Linked DNA regions of Mus musculus: regions 2 and 3 are each linked to region 1. A link is a contact called in public HiChIP or PLAC-seq and promoter capture Hi-C data. All regions are on one chromosome and are shown on one strand. Each heading gives the region's core, a stretch centred on a gene start, on an enhancer-like site or on the middle of the called end of the contact. The rest is flanking DNA. Distances are from core to core; before and after follow the strand shown. Region 1 holds the start of Exoc2 (exocyst complex component 2). Region 2 has its middle 100 kb from the start of Mylk4. Region 3 holds the start of Gmds (GDP-mannose 4, 6-dehydratase).

What was found. Promoter capture Hi-C pulls out the DNA fragments that hold promoters and counts their contacts. HiChIP or PLAC-seq counts read pairs in DNA pulled down with a chosen protein or histone mark.
Region 2: a promoter capture Hi-C map of pre-B cells shows a contact between it and region 1, with 4 times the contacts expected there. The contact joins the enhancer-like site here to the promoter of Exoc2 in region 1. A contact is called at or near these places in 3 of 39 promoter capture datasets (3T3-L1-derived adipocytes, the C10 cell line and pre-B cells), 1 of 484 Hi-C or Micro-C datasets (pro-B cells) and 1 of 115 datasets of contacts at active chromatin or transcription factors (large pre-B cells).
Region 3: a contact with region 1 is called in an H3K27ac HiChIP or PLAC-seq map of microglia, with 8 times the contacts expected there. The contact joins the promoter of Gmds here to the promoter of Exoc2 in region 1. A contact is called at or near these places in 3 of 39 promoter capture datasets (hippocampal neurons, liver and pre-B cells), 1 of 484 Hi-C or Micro-C datasets (CD4 T cells), 2 of 115 datasets of contacts at active chromatin or transcription factors (astrocytes and microglia) and 2 of 9 other capture datasets (adipose tissue and liver).

What each region holds. Positions count from the first base shown.
Region 1 is chr13:30,971,795-30,976,023 of GRCm38.p6, reverse strand. It overlaps Exoc2 (exocyst complex component 2), which reads left to right and starts at 1,977. Exons shown (of 28, transcript NM_025588.2): 1 at 1,977-2,028.
Region 2 is chr13:32,678,113-32,682,341 of GRCm38.p6, reverse strand. No RefSeq gene overlaps it. Among named protein-coding and RNA genes, the nearest start is that of Mylk4, 100 kb to the left of the region's middle. Within about 2 kb of position 1,936, at least 54 of the 459 cell types and tissues checked have an H3K27ac peak or open chromatin away from gene starts, as enhancers often do. A contact at or near this core is called in pre-B cells and pro-B cells, where this site is marked.
Region 3 is chr13:32,336,798-32,341,026 of GRCm38.p6, reverse strand. It overlaps Gmds (GDP-mannose 4, 6-dehydratase), which reads left to right and starts at 2,483. Exons shown (of 11, transcript NM_146041.2): 1 at 2,483-2,645. The coding sequence starts at 2,544.

The sequences.
Region 1 (4,229 bases), core at 728-3,227:
ACAGTGGGTCTCTGTGGTACATACTATGAGAATGAATATGGCAGGAATGCCCCAGCAAGGACAACTAACTAATCGTTAGCTTCTCCTAAGAAGGCGCCTTAAGAGATGGCATCTTTACAGTTGTGTTGAGGGTTAGGTTGCACACTAACTATGTATGGCCCCTTTCAAGCTGACATGCCATGCAGTACTGAGTACTTAAGGTATTGATGTAAGGCAAAACAGATACATAAATTATCCAGGGAGCCTAGTGGTGTCTCCTGGTGTTTCCGAAGACTGTTTTAGATAGATTGGAAGTACTGTGTCAAAATCCTTCTTTTTAGTTCTAATGAAATCTGAAAGTGTTGAGAACATAAACCTATACAATGATTTGTAGCCTCAGTGGCTACCGTAGCAATTTTAGTTTTAACAGTTTTATTTTCTGGCAACTTCTGCACCAGTGTTTGCTAGTTAGTTTCAGGGTTAGGAGCAGAAACTTGAGGGAGGGGAAAAATAAAGAAAATTGTACCAGTGTTCTTTATGTTAACAAAAGAGTCTCTTTCCTCTTCTGAGTGTTTCTGTTTCACTAGCATAGTATATTTATTATTATTATTTTTTTTTGATCCAGGGAAAACTCTGTGAGTTTTCCAGAGCCACCATTCTGGCTTTGATGATAGGCAGCCTTACCTGACAAATGGCATGTCACTGAGACCTGAAGGGTTTTGTTTCACAGTGAAAGGCTCCGTGACTGCCAGAGATTTCTTACAGTATTTCCTTAGGACCTCTGCTGCCAAGTCTCTTGCTCACGAATAAAGAGTGTTCCCTTGATCTTCAAAATGGATGGTCTGGAAACACTTTGACGTATCTTCTCACAAATAGGAGAGAAAAATGAAGCCATACAATATCTCTTAATTCATAGTGCCTGTACGACACCCTCTTCAGTGTATGTACTGAATGAAGCATAAGGTATGCTTCACAGAAAGATATCTGAAAAAAAAATAGCTTAGGCCAGTGGCTCTTAACCCCCCTGGGGGAATGATCTTCACGCAGGGGTTGTTTAAGACCATCGGAAAACAGATATTTACATTGCCTTCATAACAGTAGTAAAATTACAGCTATGAAGTAGCAACATAATAATTTTATGGTTGGGGGTCACCACGATATGGGGAACTGTATTAAAGGGTCTCAGCATTAGAAAGGTTAGGCTGTTATTGGTCTTAGATAATGGGCACCCCGTAGCTACTTCTCTCCACAGTCATGGCAACACAACCACAGGTAGACCCTATGCTTCTGCCATTATCCTCTGCTGAAGATCACTGTCCTTCGTTCCTGCTACAGAGGAAGCCACAGGGATATGTCTGCTTCAGTTCAGCTGGCCATCTCCAGAGTCCACAGGAGGGTACCTTCAAACCTTAGGGCTTATGGGCTGTAGATAGCAGTCGTTTCTATAATATGGGGGTCTTGTGAGTTTGCAAATCAATTTGCCACTCAGACCCTTGGGACCCCAAAGCTCTGACCTGTGAGAAATCTTAATAAGGCGGGCACTCCTGGCTAGATGCAGTCCTTTGACTGAGGTTTGCCTCTTGACCTGGTGCTGATCCCTGACCGCTGTGGACTCTTGGGCAACATCTACTGTGACTCTAACCGACTGTATCCTCTTTACCCCTCCCCTCTTTTTCCTCCCCGAATTCCACCCTTCCACTTTCTCCCTCTCCTCCTTTCTGCTTCCCTCCTTCTTTTCTCCCTTTCCCATCAATTCCTCTTCTCCTTTCCACCTCTCCACCCTTCTCTCCTCCTCCCTCCCCACTTTCCCTTTCTTCCCTCTCTGTCCACTTCCATGCCGTCGATATCCTCTAACTTCCCTTCTCCATAGTCTGGTCCTCCTTCTATTCCTTCCCCTCTGGGAAGAGGCGGTCCATCCAGCACTCGGTGCTCGGCTAGGCGGCGGATCGACGCGCTCGGCGCTCGCGGCGTGCGGAAGTGCGGCCCTAGTGCTGGCTGCGGCGGCCTGGAACCGGTTGGCTGGGACCTGACACCGCCTGCAAGCTGCAGGTGAGTGTCGCGTCCTGGGTGAGGACGCCCCGGGTCCGGAGTGGAATTCCGCGGTGGCACGGGACCGTCGGGGCTGGGCGACCTGGGGAGGCGCGGTGAGGGACCCGGGGCGCGGGGCTGAGTGTGGGAGCCGCGGGCCGAGCCTTCCCCACCCGCCTCCGCGCAGGCCGCCGGGCTGGACCCGGAGGAGCGGCTGGTGTGCAGGGTCTGCTTGGAATCTGTTTAAGTCCCCCGCGCTAACGTGGACGGGAAGCTTGAATGGTTTCCTTTACTACTCTGGGAGCAGCAAGTGCGGGTTCAGCCACACCTCCATTCGGCCATTTGAATGCCTTACACTAAAAACACTAATGGCAACTGGTTATCTCTCTACTAACTTTGTTTATAAAGCTTAGCTTGTGATGGCCCAGGCTTGGTAACAGATTCCCCCAATGGCAAGGAACTGAAAGTCAAAACAAGAATGATCTAAGTGTGAACAATTTGTGATTCGAAAGGTGACAGAAAGACGCTGATGTGTGCTTGCCTCTTACATGTTCTCTTTTGTTTGACACAGTAGACAGTATTTTTAAGCAGGGGAACCTCTGTTTGTTGGAAACAATTTTTGGAGTTATTAGAAAGTAGTCCTTTTTTTTTCTTTTTCAATTATTTAATTTACTGTACCAGACATTTTGAACTATTACCTTCCAAAAGGTGATACCTTGAAGATTACATTCAAAACATTTGTAAAGGCTGTATTCTAGTATGGGGCTTCTTCAACTTTTGCCACCAAAAATTTATAAAGAATTTCCATGGTTTTATATGTAAGTTTATAAAATAGGTAGACAATCTATGTATTCACTATCTGTAAATCACAAAGCTTTTTATTTTAGGACAATTTTTGTATACATCAAACTTACCATTTATTAAAGATGAAAGCATAGAGTTGGATAACTCGGTTCTTTTCACATACATAGTTAAGTCTTGGTTTAATATTTGTAACTACGGGACACTGAGCATCTTCAGGGCTTTCCAGAGCTGATTGATTATTTTAATTTTCTAATCATCGGTAGGAAGAGCAGTTCTACATACAAATACATAGTACACAGTGGTAGAAGGACAGTTAGAAACATTTTGGAGATTGTTGCAAATTTGTCCTTACTCCCAAGCCGAATCCATTGGTGATCTTTTAGAACTTCAAATCAGCAACGTAAAAACCAGTTTTTCAGATTAAAATTCGGACACAACACGATTTAAAGACCCAATCACTTGGTGATTACATGCTGAAGAATGCCAGTAGGGAAATGTGAATAGTCTTTGTTTTCTGTAATAAAACCATTTTTCTCCTTTAAGAACAGAACATTTTGTTTGTGTGTGTGTATATACGTATATACATATGCATAATATATACATATATACACATACATATATACATATATGAATACACACATATATGTATACACACATATATGTATGTGTGTATATATGTATATATTTGTTTGTATGTATGTATGTATATATGTAGTGTGTTAGTTTTTTCAGTGTTGTAACCAAGTACCTGCTAAGCAGTTTAAGGGAAGAAGGTCTCACTCCAGTTTATAGATTGGAGTTATATAGCCTATGCTAGTGAGGCTGCCTCATAGTGGCAGGACTGTGCCCTGGGACCCCTCAGGAACAGGAAGCAGATAGAAGTCAGGATGTGGGGCTGGGCTCTGAAACCTCAAGTCCCCACCCCCTAGTGACTCACTTTCACAACAAGGCTCTTCATCTGTAAGCTTTCATAACTGCCTAAAACAGTGTTAGGAGGTTCTGAGCCTATAGGAGATATTTTCTATTCAAATCGTAACATACAGTGAAAACAACTGCTATTTGTAACATATAGTACTTTGACGCTGAGTTGTAGGGTTTGGGTTGAATACTCTTGGGTACTTCATGACATGGCAACGTGCACAGAGAGAAAGTTCAGAACCAAGGCTGGGATGAAGTTGGATTGAGTACTGCTGGTAACACCTTTGATTCACTATGGATTTCATTTTTTAATTCATTTTTGATCCCATGTGTTTAGAAGACTTTCATTTCGCTTTTTCTTTTTTTTCCTCTCTCTGCATTCAGTTCCACAACCCTGTATAACCTACAGGATTGCCACTCACAGTTTAAGAATCTGTATTCTGGTAAAAGACTTGGTACCAAATAGAATCTCTAAGTGTATAGCTACAGCAGGATCTTAC
Region 2 (4,229 bases), core at 687-3,186, 1.7 Mb before region 1:
TTATGCCTATAAAACACAAATAATAAATCTTTAAAAATTAACCAAAAATGAAGCATCACTTGTTTTCAAGAGCAACTCTTTTACTGATCGGGCAAATATATCCCACGCAAGAAAATGCCCAACCACAATGAGGCCTTGCTGGCTTTTTGGGTTTTGTTTTGAGATAGACCTCATGTTGTCCAGACTGGCCTTGAACTCTCTGTGTAGCTCTGGGTCCTCAGATTTCCATGTCCAGATTGCTGGTGGGGCAAGCCTTCGCCAATGGCCTTAGCTCTGGTGCTTTGTCACTGATATACAGTATTTTTTTTCTAATTTGCAGAAGTTGGTTCTCACAAAGCTGTTCCTTTGGAAGAAACTACAAGCACTTAAAAAATAAAATAAAACAAAACACTGCCCTTCTTTTCCATGAAAAGCTGGTAGAATGAGAATCAGTAATCTGTTCGTTTATGGAGACAGAGAGTTAAGTATCTAGGATTATACTGCCTGGAGTGAAAAAATAACAAAAGGAATATGCTGCTCTGGACTCCAGTCCTCCACCCAACTCCCAAGCACACAGCAGGTTTTTTCCCACCCTAAACTGGAGGAGTTTACACCGAGCCATTGGAACTTTAAAGGGCCAGCCTGGGAAAAGAGGCTTCATCACACTTACACATTTGCTCACCACTGACGGTTCTCACAGGGGAGAGTAGTGAAGCCCGGTTTCTGGTTCCTGGAGAGCCTAAATTATGAGTTTATAGATGGAGTACACAATGTGAAAACTAGACATAAAAACGTAATAAAATAAAGGAAAGGAAACACATTCTAAAACAATTGAATATTTACATGAGTTTTTTCTTCTTTGAGTCTTTGTAACCTCAGGGCCTCATGGGGAATTCCTTACATTGTTCAATTATGGTTTCTTTGGGATTAGTGGGAAACGTTAGTGAGAGCCCCCCCCCCCCCCCCACGTCCAGCCTGCAACCTATGGCTGTCTTACTCAAGTAGACCACCAGAGGGCAATGTTGTCATTCACTAGCACGCTGCGCCCCACCCCATGGGACTCACAAGCTCTTTCCAGCCTCTAGTGCTTATAATACTTCGTGTTATTATTTTTTTATTTTAAAAGCGCTATTCCTCAGCAGATTCCTCTTCCCCTCCCTGTTCCCAGTTGCTTCAGAGAACCTCGCAGAAGTAAGCACAAGTAAGAGGTACAAACCACTCAAAGGATAGGGTGGTGGACTGACGGGTGTGCTCAAAGGGGTATAGGGAAAAAACATGGAGGCACAAGACCTGACCAGAGCATGGAGTCTTCCTCACCAAGCAGGAAAAATAATTGTGTTCAGTGGGGTGCCTGCACGAACGTATTTTCATAAGAGGAAAGATCAACTTTGAACGTTAACAACCTATGCACTCCCTGGTAGCCAAGGCATTCTGGGCCAGAATCAGCCCTGGCATTCGGTCCAGCCCTGTTTCTGGCTTCAAACTATTGTGTTCTTAAAATTTAAAAACAAGACCAGCGTATTGAAATTTTTCTCTCTACTACAAAATTGTAAGAGGTGGTGGGGAAGGTGACCAGGAATAGTTGACAGCACAATAAAACACTAATGGGTTCCTGCGGTGTTATGTCAGAAAAGACAACTGAGACCCCAGAGAACTAAGATTAGCCAGAGGGTGTAGAACGGGTGTCTGTGTATCCCTCTCCTTCACTGGGGTCTGGGTATGGATGACACCCCGCTGAGGCTCCCCATTCCTTATCTGAAGACAGGAAAGCTGTCCAAGGAGACCTGTCACCAGCTAGCTTGTCAACTTTCTAACAATTGGATTCCGAAGAATGGAAGGTAGGGGCGTGTCAGAGAGAAAAAAAAAAAAAGAACAAAGGACTTTGCCGTGGGCAGAGAGCTCGGCCTTGTGTATGGCTGAGCTGGCGTTTCCGTGGTGGGCCCAGGTTTCGGTTGTGTAACCACCAGCCAACCGTCATCCCTCAACAATGAAGGCCTGGTGAGGGCTAGCTAGCCTATTTTTGTCTCACGAATTTGTGGACTCCATTCAAAAGGTCTGTGGTGCCAAGTCAAAGTGAAGACAGGTTTGACTCACAGCCACCTGGCTCTGGCCTTGGTGGGTGGCATTGGCAGGGAAAGATGGCCCGGAGTGGCATGCGGGGGTATGCACTTGTGACTCAGGTTGGTGCACATTCTAAAACCTGGATGTGTGGCAAGAACATTCTCTGTCCGTTCCCATAGCCTCCCTGACGCCCTCGCAACCCATGTCAGAGCATTGGAAAGTAGGGACAAACTTTCCTGGGGTTTGTCTACCCTGACAGGAGCAAGTGTGTGGAAAGTGAGTCTCTCTGATGACTTGGGGTGTTTAAAAGCAATTTGTTTAAAGCCTTCACCACTTTCTGAGTCTGCTTCTAGATGTCTGGAATATAAATCATTGAGTTTACATTTCAGATAATCAGAGGAGATAAGTACTATTGCACCCATTCTGTAGATGTGGAAACTGAGGTCCTCAATAGTTCTCTGACTCATGCAGGTCACAGCTGATGGGAATAGTTTTGGAATCTGAAGTCAGACTTCAGATTTAGAACCTTGTGTTCCTCCCCTCTTATTTTCATGTTTTCTTCCTATTTAAAAAAAAATACTTCATAGATTTGATAAAATAAAGCAACAACTCAAATGCCATCCTCTGGGGCTATTCAGGGATGAAGAATGACTGTGCTGGTAATCCCAGTGGTTGGGAGACTGGGGTAGAAGATTGGGAGTTCAAAGACAGCTCTGGCCTCAAGATAGATAGATAGATAGATAGATAGATAGATAGATAGATAGATAGATAGATAGATAGATAGATAGATAGATAGAGTGGGTGGGTAGATGGATGGATGGATGGATGGATGGATGGATGGATGGATGGATGGATAGGTAGGTGGGAAGACAGGCAGACAGATGGGAAGAAAGACAGAAAGACACAAATATAAGAAGAAGGAAAAAAAGACTAGGCAAAGTTTCATCAGTTACAATAACAAACAGCGCCACACTCCCAGCCAATCTGAAGTGTCCCTTCTCCTTTCTGAAACGCCAGTAAACAACCCCACAGGCATCTGAGGGCAGAGCTGAGTGATTTTACAATACTTGGCACCTAGAGCCTCAGTGAGCATGGCTTTGTTTTTACTGTTGAGCAAAATCTGTTGTGTTCCGATTGATTTCCTTTTCTGAGTCAGAGCAGAGACTCGCACTATGACTTGGCTGTGGAATATTCATGAGGTCCTAGTGGAAGAGGCTGTGATTTGATTTTAATGCACGTTGACTAATGGCTTAATAATCCTGAAGAGAACTGACAGAGCCCTGATAATAGAAGAAGAATTTGGGTTGCAAGATCTGAAGACATTGATATCCAGGGAGGTCAGAAGATTAAAGATGAGATAGTGACTTCTAGGCATTGCATGTCAGGATGAGAGCTTGCTGCAGAGCAAACGCATCCTGAGGTCTCACTTATATAATAAAGGGGTCCTTGCTGTGATGCACACCTACCCTTCCTGCATTCAGACATAATGGAGGCAGAAGGATCAGAAGTTGAGCATCAACTAGGAATGTAACAAGTTCAAGGCCAATCTAGGCTTTGGGAGACTCTGTCTCCATAAGCCAAAATAAATAAATAAATTTAAAAAATTAAAAGTGCACTTCTTGCTCATTAAAGGCAAGATCAGACTGCCCTCTCTAGATCTACCTACAGCCTTGACATTTGGAACACATGGCTCTCAAGATCACCAAGAGAAGCTTAGAGGGCAGGATTCAGTGGGGCTGTTGTGCCACCCAGACTTCAATGCATACCTTAAGTGAGGTCTGCAGTCTTTTTAGGGTCTATCAGCACTGTGAGGGATATTAGTCCCCCCTGGAATTTTAGAATCAGAACTGAATTCTACATTGGGAAAGCTCACCAGTGGACTTAGGATGCACCCTAGTTACATCTGCAAAGATTCTGCTTCCCAACAATGCCACGTTCACAGGCATCCCAGGTGTATGTTTTGGGTGGAGAGAGGCATTATTCCACACAAACATTACTTGGGAAGGACAAATGTTACCATCATGTCATATGTGGTCCAGATATTTGTCACAACAGAACTAAGCTTTTCTGATAAACTGGAGCCTTCTTTGGGTCCCTTCTTAGTCCCATCTATTTGCATACTTCCTAGTAGACCACAGCCCCTCCTTAGTTAGATATGCATCCTCCCAGCACACACTCTTGCATTTTCT
Region 3 (4,229 bases), core at 1,234-3,733, 1.4 Mb before region 1:
ACACTAGCACTCTCCCTCTGGCTAATAGAAATCTCATGTTGTCCAGTCCCTATGCTGACTGCACACATTCCCCTAAGGTTACTGGGGAATTACAATGATGCCCACTACCAACTGTCTTCCATGCTTCCAAACCAAACCAACAAGAAAAGTCTTTCCCCTTTGTCTGTAAGGAGATGTATTGTGTCTCTCTATTATTTCATATATTGAAGTGTAAGACTTCATCACCTCAAGACTGAGTCTTTAAAAAAAGGCAATGGGGGGGGGCTATAGTTTAGTTGGTACAGTATTTGTTTAGTATATACAATATCCTTGGTTTGATCCCTGGAACCACATAAGCATGGTGTAGTGGTCCATGCATATAATTTGAGTAAGCAAGAGGTAGGGGCAGGGGGAAAGAAACTTAAAGTCATTCTTGGCTATATAATGAATTGCAGGCCAGCAGCCCTGGGCTACATGAGACCCTGTCTAAAAATAAAACAAAGGAAACCATAAATAAATAAATAAATAAATAACCAAAATCACAAAACAAAAAACTTTATAAAAATAATTAAAACAAAAAGTAATTGGTAATTGGATACCTTTTATTTTTAATTACTTTGTTTACTATTTTTTTCTTTTAAATGTGTGGCCGAGGAGAGCTTGTAGGACTTCATTCTCTCCTCCCAGTATGTGGGTATAGGTATTAGATTCAGGATGGCAAGCGCCTTTACCTACCAGGCCATCTGGCTGGCTGGGAGCTATGGTCTTTAAATGGAAATTAAGGTAATGTGGGGTCATTAGGGTGGTTCCTAATGAAAGGGAGTCACTGTCCTTACAATAGGAAATTGGAACGCAAGCACATGGAGAGGAAGTGTGTCATGACCAGATGCAAGGTGACATCTACAAGCCAGGAGACAGGCCTCAGAGGAAGTCAACCCCGATCTTGAATATCCAGATTCTAGGATGGTAATAAAGGAAATACCGGTTGGATGTTTAAGGGACACAGTTTTTTATTTCTGACAGTTTGCAATATCTTCTTTACTATTTTTGCATTTCCAGGCCCTAAAAAATATTGGTTTTATTTGTTTACTTTTGTACTATTGGGCATCAATCCCATTAGGCAAGTGCTTTACCACCAAGCCATAGCTCAGCACATCCAATACATATTTGATTTTTATGATTTTTTTCTGTTAAATTTTTTACTAGACAGATAAATTCCTAGTATTCATTAGTATGATAGAAGGTGTCAGACCTACAGAACAAATGGGACATATCTCTCCTAAGTATTCATTTTTTTCTATTTATCCTTACATTACAACATATTTACATAAAACTAAATCAATAGTTAAAGATCATCTAGATTTTAGACATTTCTTGCCTTAAGGAATATATTTCCCCAACTTCTAGGTCTCATTTTCCATATAGAATGCGCTAGAGGAAAGGTAAAAATATTAAACCAGACAAGCCTATGTATAAAGTTTGGAATGTTTCCGAGGAGTTTGGGCACTCTGGTTTTGGAACTACAGGTTTGTATCATATCTAGCAGGTTCTATTGGGCCCTGTCCTAGTAGCTCAGTTTGCAAAGGGAAAGACGGTTTGAGGATGTTTATTGGAGAGATAAGCTGGACAGTATGTGTGTACGTGTGTATGTGTGTGTGTTTCTTCCCTACACCCTTGTCCCTATGTCTGAGTCCTTTGTCAGCCTTTCTCAGTCAGTGAATCTGTCAGTGTGCATGCACTAAATAGAAACAAGTTCAAAAGACACTGCAACAACCCCACCTCATGAAATTTGTACAGGTTTTACTGACCTGTGGATTTTTGTCAATTGTTTCCTTATGCAGGATGGGGGCGGGGCCAGAAACTTCCAGCCCTCGAAGTAAATACTGTTCCTTGAACGGAATTACCGGGAACCCCCAAACTAGTCCAAACATTAGCAAACTGCTAATGTTCACAGAAGATTCACAGGTTAGAGTAGCCTTGAAACTCTAGTGCCTTCGAGAAATGTTAAAACTGACCTGCTCACAAAGACAATGAAGCAGATTTCTAGAAATTTAATAAGGTCGATGACTCCAGCCTTGGATACCTAGATTTGGATTTCAGAGCTCTTTCCTACCGAGAAGGTCAGCTCGTCATTCCTCCTGGCATCATGGGGCGATATGAGGATTCCCGGAGACCGAGGCCCATGCAGGCCATATCCTCTACTCTGACCGCAGACTTACATCCTTCCTCTTCCAGGGGCCCGGCGCCCTCAGGCCCCGCCCCCAGAGAGGCGTGGCTCAGCGCGGAGACCCCGGCAGGGGCGGAGCTGTCGGGGGCGCTGCTGACGCGTCGCTGCTTGGGCGAGTGACGCGGCGCCAGCCAGGCCTCAGCCCGGCTCGCGCCGCCCGCCCCGACTAAGCTGGCCCGCCCCTCGCTCCACGCCCGGCCTCCCGCGCGCCCTGTCAGACCGTGGCGGCCGCTGCAGCTCCGTGAAACGACTGGCGCGCGCACCCTGGTCCCTGCCGGCCCGCGGCTCGTTCCACTCCGCCTTCCTCTCGGCCGCACGCTCACCCGCCTGAGGCGACATGGCTCAAGCTCCCGCTAAGTGCCCGAGCTACCCGGGCTCCGGGGATGGCGAGATGGGCAAGCTCAGGAAGGTGGCTCTCATCACTGGCATCACCGGACAGGTGAGTGCGGGGCGGGGACGAGCGGCCTGTAGCCCGGGGGCACGTGGGCCGCCTCCCCGCGCAGGGCCGCTGTGCCACCGGGAACTGCGCTCCACGAGTCCCGGAAGGTGTGAGCGGCTGCGGGATGGGACAGCTTCAGCCCCAGCAGCATGGCTCTCTGATCCTTCTGGGGGTGTGAGCTGGTGGTGCTAAGCAACCGGACCACTCTGCTCCACCTGTCCCCTGGGTGACTGTAGTTTCTTTCCTGGAGCCCAAGTGAGCTCTTGGAAGGAATTTCGTACTTTGTAGATCCTGGTGCAGGGAAGGAAAGGGGCGAGGAATATGTCAGTATGTGGAGTCCCAAAGTGAGACCGACTTTTCTAATTCCAAAGGCATGAACTCCTTGGGTGAGGTAATTAGGCTGTGCTGTCTTGAATGTTGGGACCCCATGGCCTATGCTAGGCATGACTAATTTATGACAGTCATCTCATAGAGGTATGGCAACAGATAAGGCTAACCACTGCCTTGTCAAGTTGTGTAGAGTGAGATTCAGGGGTGTTGAAGTAATGTCCTTGTTACTTGCTGTAGGGCATCTGTTTTCTGTGTATCCCAGGACATCTGATGGTGGTCAATGCTAAAGCGAAGATGGTAAAGATGATAATAAAGCTAATATGGCCCACACCAGCATACTTACCATATCGGAGTTACTTGGTTAATACTGACTAGTTAGCTTCCATACAACAAAGTCCTTATTTCCAGTTTAAGATTGAGGAAAATGAGTTTGAATTACCTGAAGCCCAACAGGTAGGAAGTGTATTGTTGGGGTTGGAAGTGGTCTTAAAGTTCTCTCGTTTTACCAAAGAGCAGATACACAGTTCCCAGACATTAGACTATTTCAGTTACTAGCTACTGATCATTCTTTCAGTTATCATTGCATCTTGTTTAAGGTACTTTCGATAAATAAACGTTTACCAACTAGTAAGATAGAAGAGGTAGGAAAAGGGTCCAGGGTTGAGGATAAAAACGTCAAGTCAGGGACTCCTCAGGGGTGCTCTACCATAGAACTGTGCACCCCCCCCCATGTCACCTCTCTTTTCTAATGCTAGAGATCTTTCAGATGGTTCTCTTTTCCCAAGTTTTCAGACTGGTTCTTAAGCCCAGATGTTAACTGCATTCACATACTCTCTAAAGTAAACTTTCACTTAGTATTATCAAGAAATTGAGTTAGGATGTTGTGTGCCATGTTAGTATGGCGTATAGCAATGTAAGCGGCCAGCATTTTGTATCAGTGCAGCTTAGAAGTGGAATCTCATTAAATAGTTGAAAACTGTTGTTTGGTAGATACTTCATGGGAAGGAAGCCTTGGAAGTGCCCACCACTCCTACCCCCAGCAAGGATTCTCCTGAAGTACTATCAATACTTAAAAATACCACTTCCTGACCAGGAGTTTTGGGTTTCTCATTTCATTTCAGACTCCAAACACCTGCTGTGCTTTCAGGTTTGAAAACTTAGATGCCTTTGAGCTCTGCCCTACTACCCATCACTTCCCTGACACATCACCTCCTTGACACTCCTCTGTATTTTTTTCCTTGCTTGCTTGAGTTG